Regions from separate parts of the Sus scrofa genome. Here region 1 is linked to region 2. The links are chromatin contacts, called in public Hi-C maps. All regions are on one chromosome and are shown on one strand. The core of a region is the stretch at or near the end of the contact, and the rest is flanking DNA. Distances in the headings are between cores, read along the strand shown.

What was found. A called contact is a pair of places that touch in the nucleus more often than the background predicts.
Region 1: a contact with region 2 is called in a Hi-C map of embryonic fibroblasts, with 3 times the contacts expected there. The contact joins the promoter of ZNRD1 here to the promoter of GABBR1 in region 2. A contact is called at or near these places in 5 of 47 Hi-C or Micro-C datasets (brain, embryonic fibroblasts, epiblast stem cells and 2 more) and 2 of 2 datasets of contacts at active chromatin or transcription factors (alveolar macrophages and skeletal muscle).

Annotation. Positions count from the first base shown.
Region 1 is chr7:22,624,412-22,629,760 of Sscrofa11.1, forward strand. It overlaps ZNRD1 (zinc ribbon domain containing 1), which reads left to right and starts at 2,460. Exons shown (of 5, transcript NM_001168701.1): 1 at 2,460-2,592; 2 at 2,706-2,861; 3 at 3,086-3,186; 4 at 3,524-3,633. The coding sequence starts at 2,726.
Region 2 is chr7:22,574,330-22,579,679 of Sscrofa11.1, forward strand. GABBR1 (gamma-aminobutyric acid type B receptor subunit 1) reads right to left here and starts at 2,784. Exons shown (of 14, transcript NM_001123114.1): 1 at 2,703-2,784; 2 at 1,812-2,015; 3 at 876-1,061. The coding sequence starts at 2,784.

The sequences.
Region 1 (5,349 bases), core at 1,210-3,709, 50 kb after region 2:
ATACAATGTAAGTAGTAAGTACAACATAAATACTATGCAAATAGTTGCCAGTGCAGGGCAAATTCAAGTTTTGAATTTTTTTTTTTAATCTTCTTAGATTTTTTTTTTTTTAATCTTCCACCCACAGTTGGTTGAATCTGTGGATGGGGAATCCTCATATACAGAGGGCCAACTGTAATCCTTTCATATAAACTAACAGCATACTTCTCCTGTGGATTCAAGGCGAACCATTCTGAATCTTGCACCAGGGATTGGGAGAAGGAAGAGACAGGCTTCTTGGTGAAGCAATGCCCAAGCCCATCTCTGACATATTGCTCAGTCCCATAGCTTCTGTTGTCTTCTGAGATAATTCTAGGCTTTGGTATTATCAGTTCATTCTCTTTGTGCAGTTTCTGGAGCCGGGCCCTCTCTGCCTCTATCACAACATACAGCATCTCTACCCTATAATCTTTCGTTCTGATATTCTGCTATTTGATGGTGAAATTCTGTTCTTATTTGATCAACCACCAGTCTGCTTGTCTGCTTTACTCTGCCAATCATCCTTTACCCTAAATCCATTATGAGGCCATTCCCTGTTGACCTCCTTGGGATGAAAATTTGTGGTTACTCTGGGTTTATTTATAGGACAGGCTGATGGCAACACAAGTGAGGACTATCAGGTTTTGTGTGTCATCTCTGGTCTACTGTGAGGTCGTAGCTAAGCCACTGAGGATGCCTGGCATTTCATCTCTACGCCTTTATTTATACAAGTTATGGTTTAGAGCATGGGCTTTGGAGCCTGACAGGCCTATGCTTGAATTTTAATTCCCAGGTGTGTGATTCAGGGCAAGTAACAATCTCTCTCTAAACAGTTTCCTCGTTGAAAAAATGTACCTCTTGGGGTTATAAAGAATAAGTGACAATTAGATTAAAGAGCCTGGCACAATGCTTAAAATACAGTAAGGTCTCAATAAATGGCAGTTGTCTATCCTCCATAGGTCAAGCTCCAGACTATTAAGTCTGCCCAGTCTACTCTATGTATCAGTGAGGTTTTGGGTTTTTGTTTTTTGGCACCCCGCAGCATATGGAGTTCCTGGGCCGAGAACAGATCTGAGCCACAGTTGCAACCTAAGCCCCAGCTGAGGCAAAGCTGGGTCCTTAATCCATGGTGCCAGGCCAGGGATTGAACATTTGTCCCAGTGTTCCCAAGACGCTGCCCATCCCATTTTGCCATAGAGTGGAACTCCTGTATCAGTGATTTTTGCCTTCCGATGAATACAAAGTAAAAAATAGAAGTAAAAAATATAACTTCTACAATTTATTTGAAAATCAGTCATGGGAGTTCCTGTTGTGGTGCAGCAGAAACAAATCCAACTAAGAACCATGAGGTTGCGGGTTTGATCCCTGGCCTCGATTAGTGGGTTAAGGATCTGGCCTTGCCCTGAGCTGTGGTGTAGGTCACAGACATGGCTCAGATCCTATGTTGCTGTGGCTGTGCCATAGGTGGGCAGCTGTAGCTCTGATTCAACCCCTAGCCTGGGAACCTTCATATCCTGTAAGTGCAGCCCTAAAAAGCAAAAAAAAGCAAAAACAAAAAACAAAACAAAACAAACAAACAAACAAACAAACAAAAGGAAAAACAAAAGAACAAAACGAAACATAGCTCAAGCAACAGCAAAGCCAGATCGTTAACCCACTGAGCGAGGCCAGAGATCGAACCCACAACCTCATCGTTTCTAGTCGGATTTGTTTCTGCTGTGCCACAACATGAACTCAAAATACAAAAAACATTTTGATGCTGAAATTTAAACATATAAAGAGTGGGAACTATGATTTTTAATCTACAAATACCATGATCTCTCTCTTTTTTCTTTTTAAGGCTGCACCTGTGGTATATGGAAGTTCCCAAGCTAGGGTCTGAATCAAAGCTGCAACTGTGATCTACACTATAGACAAGGCAACAGCCACCAAAGCACATGAGCCATACCGGGTCCTGCAGAGAGCCCTTGCTTGGGTCGCAAGGCCCAAAGAATGCTAGAATTACTCCCAGAATATTTCGCTTTGTTTTCTACCACTGTCCAACCGCCACAGTGAAGTGCAGATTCAGGAACCGCTGGAGTTTGCAGTTCTCCAGTCCAAATAAATAAATTAGTACTCTATAAGGTTGGTCCGACTTCTCAGGAGAAACGCTCCCCGCGACTGGGTCCTGGTAAAATTCGAGACCAATAAAATAAACATCCCAGGACTGAGTCCTGAAGGGAAAAAATAACCTGAGGCAGGCGCAGCTTCGTCACCTATTTTCGTATCCAACGTAACAGAACCAGGCTGAAGGGGGCGCCACAATCTTCCTTCAGAACCGCTCCTCTCCCTCTCCAGGCTCTCGGGATCACAGTTGCAATTAATTATGACGTCACAGCCAATCGAGAGCCGGGACGCGTGGACTCTCTAGCCCGCCACGCGCTCGCTGCTCGGTTGCCCGCGCGGAGCCGGCGCTCTAGCCCGTGAAGTTGACTTGCTCCTCTCGCCTGCCCCAGGAAAGACCCCCAGCGTAGTTGTACCCGACGCGGGATAGGGATTCCGGAAGTTTGGGCTCCTTAGTCACAGAGGCACAAGGTATGCGTAGGAAGAAATCTCGGGTTCTGCATGCTTACGTCCAGGGACAGAATAGGCATGACCTCTCTGGGGAAGGGGCTACTCTCTTAATAAACTCCTCATCCCCTTCCCAGCCCTCGACCACCCGTCTGTCATGGACCTCGCCCGCACATCCTCTAGCTTTCAGTCGGACTTGGATTTCTGTCCGGATTGCGGCTCGGTCCTGCCTCTGCCCGGGACTCAGGATGCGGTCATTTGTACTCGCTGTGGCTTCTCCATCAACGTGCGGGGTGAGGTGCTGCTACGCCGCGGCTGGGGCGGAGGAGGGCCCATGGGGATCTCAAGATCGATTGGATTAAAGACGGGGACCCGAAAGCGCAGGATCAGGCACTTATACTTTTGGTCGGCACGAAACCTGATGGGTAGAATATAGCTTCCTGGCCTAACAGAGAGGGATTAGTGTGGTGTCAGCCCCCTCCGCTGTCTCCACAACCAATTCTTACTGCCCGCGCAGACTTTGAGGGGAAGGTTGTGAAGACCTCAGTTGTGTTCCAGAAAGTGGGGACAGCCATGCCTATGTCGATGGAGGAAGGACCTGAGTTCCAGGGACCCGTGGTAAGTGAATCACGTCGAGGACTGGCCCTGTAAAGAGGGTGGGAACGAAACGGAGGGCTCAGATCTGGAGAGTTTTGTACACAACAGGGAAGAAGAGTCTTTAAAACAGTAGTGACTGGGGAGAGTTTTCTTGTGGTGCAGCCGGGTGTTAAGGATCTGGCCGGCATTGTCACTACAGCGGTTTAGGTCGCTTCTGTGGCACGGGTTCGATCCTCGGCCTGGAAACTTACACGTACTGCAGGTGCAGCAAAACAAAAACCAGCAGTATCTGAGGAGTGTGGTAGCTTGATGTCTGTGAGAAGTAGTGGGAATTATTAACCTACCAGTTGCTTCCCAGGTTGACAGGCGCTGTCCTCGTTGTGGTCATGAGGGAATGGCATACCACACCAGACAGATGCGCTCAGCCGATGAAGGGCAGACTGTCTTCTACACCTGTACCAACTGCAAGTGCGTATCCTTTCCCTCCATTCTGCCCCTTCTGGGTCTCTTTGCTGCCAAAATCCCGTGATTTAATTTAAATCCAGTGGTTTAATTTTTGTACTTTTTGGACTGGTCGCATCCTTCATTTCTGTACAGTTCAAGTAATAGGTTTGTGATCGTTTTCTTCCTTCCTTCCATCCTTTCTTTCTTTCTTCCTTCCTTTCTTTCTTTCTTTCTCTCTCTCTCTCTCTTTCTTTCTTTCTTCCTTCCTTCCTTCTTTCCTTCCTTCCTTCCCTCCCTCCTTCCTTCCTTCCTTCCTTCTTAGGGCTGCACCCCGTGGCATATGGAGATTCCCAGGCTAGGGGTCACATCCGAGCTGTAGCCTCTGGCCTCACCACAGCAACAGCAACGCCAGATCACAGCAACACCGGATCCCAGCTGCGTCCACAACTTACACCGCAGCTCACAACAATGCCAGAGCCTTAACCCACTGAGTGAGGCCAGGGATTGAACCACATGGTTCCTAGTCGGATTTGCTTGTGCTGCTGTGCCACGATGGGAAGTTCTGTGGTCTTTTTAAATTTTAAATAATTACTCTTTTCCTATCTTTTTATACCCAGTGAATTAAACCTTTTACAATAGTTAAAAGGAAATGAGTATTGGTTTGTGATCAGTGTGTTATGTTGGACTCCTCCACTGCCCTCAAGGTAGTTTTACTTTGGTGAGAGTCAGTCATGGATGATTTAAAAAACATGGGTTCTTTATTTTTATTTCTTTATTTTTTTTTGTCTTTTTGCCTTTTCTAGGGCCGCTTCCCGAGGCATATGGAGGTTCTCAGGCTAGGGTCTAATCAGAGCTGCAGCCGCTGGCCGACGCCACAGCCACAGCAATGTGGGATCCGAGCCAAGACTGCAACCTACACCACAGCTCACAGCAATGCCAGATCCTTAACCCACCGAGCAGCCAGGGATCGAACCCACAACCTCATGGTTTCTAGTCGGATTCGTTAACCACTGCACCACGACGAGAACTCCCAGAACATGGGTTCTTTAAAACATAGTTTTAAGAATTCCTCTTTGTCTTTGGTGTCCTTCAATTTCACTACAATCTATCAAGATGTGGCTTTCTTTTATTTATCCTGTTTGGGATGTGTTGGGCCTTCCAACAGTGAGGGTTGACCTTTTTTCCCCCATCAACCTTGGAAAATTATCAGCTGTTATCACACTGAATATTTCCCTCATATGCTCAGTTCTCATATTCTTAGAGTTCTAACTGATTAGCTCTTTATTAGGCCTTATCTTCTATCCTCCATTTCTCTCACCCTGTCTCCCATATTTTCCATCTCTTTTCTCTTTATGCTGTTTCTGGATAGATTTTTTAGTTCTGTTTGATTTTTTTGTGGCCATGCCGGCAACATGTGGATATTCCTGGGCCAGGGATCAAACCCTAGCCCCTGCAGTGACAGTGCTGGACTTTAACCCACTGCACCACAAGGGAAATCCTGATTATTTTTCAAATCATCTTAGTTATTTTTAATAATTCCCAATTCCTTAATCATATTTTAAGTGGTTCTTTTTATTCATAAAACATATTACATGTAAACATTAAACATGATATTTATGTTCTATGTCTGTTAATTCTCAAACCCACTGTTTTTGTGGGTCTGATGCTGCCATCTGTTATTTCTGCTGACTCCCTCATGGTGCTGCTTTTGTTTTGTGCTTTTTTTACTATAAGCTCAGA
Region 2 (5,350 bases), core at 1,534-4,033:
TCATTAGTTTCATAATAAATGCACCCCTGAATGGGACTCCCACTTTCCAGAATAGAATGGTAAACTACAAGCAGAATAATTAAGTTAGGTGAGGAAAGCCAGGGCCTCGCGAAAGAGTCTACAAAGGTAGGAGAAGCATGAGGTATGCCTGTATCCCAGGAAAGAAGGCAGCAGAGGGAGACTCTAGGTGCCCAGAAAGGGGGGAAGTTTGCAGAACTAGGTGGCAAAAGAGGGGGTGGTGGATATAAGGTGGATTTCCTTGGGGATGACGGAGGCTGCCTGGGAGGTATAGAAAAGGACTGTCCTCTTCCCATCCTATCCCTGGCTTGTCCTTAATGTTCTGACAATGCTGCCCCCACTGTCAAACCTTTTTAATTTTTACCCTGATAATTTCCCACCCCAGATATTCTTTTCAACCTTATTGATTTCTGTAGTATGACATACAATTTCTTTCTTAGTCTTTACCATAAGTCAGGTATACAATGAATGCAGAGGGATCGATTCCAGAAGGTGATGCATAGAAAGTTCTAAGTGTTGAGAAAGGAACTGAGGCTGAGAAAACTTGAGTATGTAAAACCTTAAGAAGGGTGGTGGACAGTGAGGTTCATAAAGGAAAGGAGAAAATGTGGGGGAAGATATTAAAAAGAGAAAAGTAAAGAAGCCCCCAACAGAGGTAAAGTGGTAACGGGGGACTGCAGGAGGAAGTTTGAGGCAGGGAGAATGGAGGAAAAGGTTGGGCCTTTTTTGGGCCTTTGCCTCCCCAAAGTCCCCCACTTTGTACAGCACCCTGCTTTTCCCCACCAGCCATTCCCACCCCACTCCCATCCTCTGACAAGCATCCTCATCAGCTGCATGCACGCAGCTGTTCCCCTCACCCTGGCAGTGGGGCTTGGGGGTGCTCCACTGGCCCTGACTACAGATGGTCCGGGAGCTGCCCACCAGATGGAAGTCGGGGTCACACCGGAAATCCACCCGGGCTCCGTCCAGAGCTGGGAGGTCCCCACCCGTCAGGAAAACCTTCCCATTTTCCAGGGTCAAGTAAGACTTGGAGCAGATTCGGACTGTGGAGACAGGAAAATAAAGAGAGAGGCTAGTTGGAGAAGATTCCTTCCCCTTAGAGAGCAAAGAGGGGATTCAGATTTGGGTTTGGGTCCACAGGAAATCAAGTGTAAAAAGGATTCACTTCTCTAGCTTCCTCTCTTCTCAAAACCCTGTAAGCATCCACCACACAATCAAAAAAAAAAAAAAAAAAAAGGAAAGCAAGCTAGCATTTCCATCATAGGAACCCAAGATGGAGCTATAAGCACATAAAATGGGATCTCTTCAAAGTCAGGTACAGTGGGTGGTTCTCTGGCTTTGAGATGTGTGGATGTATGTAACTTTAGATGCACAATCAGATTTGCCTTATTATAGTTGGCTTATAGTCATGTTAAAAACTGGGTGTTATTGGCGGCATAGGGTCTCTGCGTTGGAGACAGATATTAAAAAATGTGATGAAATCATTTTAGGATGTTTCTGCATAATCTGTCACTAATAATCCTCAAAGAGATCAATTCACAAGATGAATAGCCAAGTTATTTTCTCAAATAGTGGCCTACTGAAGGGAGGATGAAATGAAGTGTGCAGGCTGCTAACTTTACAGCCTTCAACGGCACACAGCAAAGTCCCTGTACATAGTGGTCTTTCAGCACATATACTGGTAAATTTCACTACACTGGATTTAAAGTGCTGACTTGCAGGCAATAAAGCTAAGTTTGAGGCAGGAAGAAGAACTGGCTTGAAGAGGGGAGGGGCTTTGCGAGGCTACTCACCACAGCGGCTGGGTGTGTCCATATCTGTCCAGGAGCCGTTGGCCAGGCACTTGCGGACCTTGGGCCCCACCACCTCGCGCTCCCCCCGGCACACATACTCAATCTCATAGTCCACGGGCAGGAAGTTGATCGCCTTCACCTGGTCCCGAGTCAGGCCCCTGTACCTGATGCCCCCTTCCCAGGGCGGGTGTATGATCTGGCAACCTGCGTCCAGGGGAAGGCGGAGAGAGAGGGAAGGTGGGGGAAAGGAAAAGGCGGAGTCAGCAGCCGGAGGCAGCGGGGGGCGCAGGGCGAGGTCAGTGGGCAGGTGGAGGACAGAGGGGATGGGATGGGGTGTTGGAGGGTGGGAGTGGGGGTGGGTACTGGAACCCTGGGCTAAAGGACAAAGCAAAATGAGCCAGGGCTAAGGCTCATCAGAGCGCCCACAAGTGGGAATAGAAGGGTGCTGGTTGGGATAATGGAGAAAAGTAATTAAGAAATCGTGAACAGATAGACTATGCGAGTGAACTTGTAAGACAGGCTAAAGGAGAATCTCAGCAGAATAAGGAGGAAAGGAGAGGGGGTCTTCTAATGCCACCTGGGCAGCAATGTGGAAGGAGGGAAAAGGCGGAACTGAGGTAGCAATGTGGGGCCAGGGAAGAGGGATGGGGTTGAGGAAATAACGTGGTGTCACAGAGAGGTGGCCTGGTAGAGTAATGGGGGGGCAGAGAAAAGGCGTGCTGGGTAATGACGGGGGGGTGATGGAAAGGAGGTCAGGAGTAGTAAAGTGGGGCCGAGCAGACGGGCTGGCCAGGCCGGGATGCCATGTAGGGCCGACCGGATAGCAGAGCGGATGCAAGGAAAGGGGGAGTGGGGTGGTGGGGTGCCCGAGGTCGCTGGAGAAGGGTGCACCTTCTGAGGTGGCGTTGGGGGTCTGCGCCCCGCCCGCGCCCGGGGGGCGGAGGAAGAGCGGCGCCAGCAGCAGCAGCAGCATCTGAGTGAGAGGCGGCCGTGAGGACGGGACCGAGCCCCGCCAGTGCCGGTCCGGACCCGGGAGGCGGCCCGGCCTCCCTCCGGGCCGCCTCCCGGGCTCCGACCCGGCTCAGCCGGGGGACTGGAGAGCGCCCCGCGGAGGAGGCGGGGGCGGAGCCCGGCGCGGGTGGGGGAGAGGAGGAGAGAGAGCCTGTCCCCACCCTCCTCCTGCCTCCCTCGGCCCCCCCACCCTCCCGGGACTCCACCTCTCACCACCTCCTCTCCCCCGGCCCCCGCGGCTCGCCCGAGCCCGGCTTCCCCACGCTCCCGGGCTCGGCCGCCTCGCCGCTCCCGGTTCCTTCCCCGCCGCTCCCCCGGCCTCCGGCTCTCGGCTCGGCCCTCCCGCGCGCCCCTCTCCGGCCCCGAGCCCCCCGGCCCTGGCTCTTACCTCGGCGCGCCGGCCCAGCTCCCCGGCTCTCCCGGGCCTCAAGGCCCCAGGCCCGGCCGCTCCTCCCCGCTCCCCCCCTCCTCTCTCCTCCACCTTTCCCCTCCTCCCGGCCCTCCTCCCCGCGAATCCGGGCTCCTGCCCGGCCAGGGTCTCCCCCTCCTCTCTCGCCTCCCCCAAACCCCACCCCCGTCTCTCCTTCCCCGGGGCGGCGGCGGCCGCGGGAGCGGGGAGCCGGGAGGGAAGGAGGCGGCGCCGGGGACCGGGAAGAGCTCCCGGGCGGAGGGAAGAAGGAGGGTGCAGGAGGAGACGGGGCGGGGGGAAGCGAGGGGGAGACCGGGGAGAGGGCACCTCCCACAACCCGAGCCCCGGGAGCCGCCCCGGATCGCAGCCCCGCCCTGGACCGCCCACAGCGCCGGGGGGCGGGCGGCGGAGGAGCGGGGCTCCGAGGCCTGAGAGAGGGACACCCGTGCACGAGCACACGCGCGGGGACCCGCGGGCTAGACGACTGGAAGCTGGGGTGGGGGCGAGGGAGCCCGAGCCAAAGGCCAAGGAGCTGACGCTGAGACGGGGAATCTGGGATGCAGGTGGAGAAAGACGGCTGCACAAAGAGGAAGGAGCCTGGTTCGGGGTGAGATGAGAGACTGAGGCCGAAGGCCGGATGAGAAGGAGATGAGGTGGGAGAGAAAGGAGAAGCCAGGGTCAGACAGGGGAGGGGGTGAAGGCCCGGAGCCACCTCAGCGCGACAGGAGTTGGATGGGGAAGAGACAGCTGGTGACCAGAGAGCTCTGCTACTCGCCTGCTTGGGGGAGGGAACGAGGAGAGAGGATTGGAAGCAAAAGACGAGAAGAGGAGCATCAAGGAGAGAAATTAAAGTAGGAGGGGAGGAGAAGAAAGAAAGAAAGCAATGAGCAAAAAGAGCCTCCAAGTGGGCAGGAGCCAGCATTATCTTCTCTACTCCAGCAGGGCCTAGCAATCAATATTTCTTGACTAAGGGAGAACTGGAAGCTCTCAAGACAGTCGGGGAAGTGCAGGCCTTTTGACGGTTCCGGAGGCTCCTGGCTATTGTCTGGTGGTGGAAGGTGTGTGCCTGTGTCTGTGTGTAGTGTGTGTGTGTCACGGCGTGCACGCGCGTGTGTATATTGTTCATGGGAGTGAGTCTGGGCTACCAGAGGAGAGAGAGGGCTCCTTCTGGGGAACGAGGCAGGGAAAAGCTTCTGGTGGGGAAAAAAGCCAAATACCATGAGGCTGATTAGAACTGATTCAAACATTTATTTTCTTTGGCCTTGCCCGGGTCACGTGGAAGTTCCTGGGCCAGGGATGGAACCCAAGCCACAGCAGCAACCCAAGCCCCGAAGCCACTGCAGTGACAACACCAGATCTTAACCTGCTGCCCCACAAGAGAACGCCTCCACCTTCAAGCATCTTGTAATGACTCCTTTACTGTGCTGAACTGAAATTCCCAGGATATAACCTACCTACATACATAACTTAAAAAAAAAAAAAGTCAACATGCTTCTCTGTAACATTAAAAAAAAGTAATTTGTAGTAAAAGAGTGTTTAATGTGTGAGTGTTGGAGTCATAACGAAGTAGGCAGATGCTTGCACTTATCCACAGAATCACAGGGTTGGAACTGCTACAAATGCAGGCTGATACAGGTGCTGAGTCGGTGACTCAACTACCTCCAGCATGTTGCCATCAATGAAGTGACTTAACGAAATGTTGAACAAACCCTTGGTTGCAAAGTCAATCTTCCCTGAATTTACACGGAACTGTAATTGCATTCCTAGAAAGTTCATTGCATATAAGACTTTTTTTTTAACTGTATTAAACTCTCAGCTCAGATAATTAAACATAAGTTTTCACCTACATGAATGTCCTAGGGGACATTTGAGCATGTGGAGGAGGCACAGTTCCATGCTGCAGGCTAGGCTTTGAAGAATATCATTCCCCTGCCCTGCCCATAAGAGCCCATAGTGCCCCCCCCATCATGGCAATTTCAAAAAGAAAGCCCACAAATCTTCAAAATGTTCCCTGGGAAGAGGTTGAGAACCTTAGAGCTAGAAAATGGGGAGAAGAGAAGAAGGAGTGGGCAGAATTTCTAACTGCTCAAAATGATAGCAACCCTTCCTCTGAGTGACC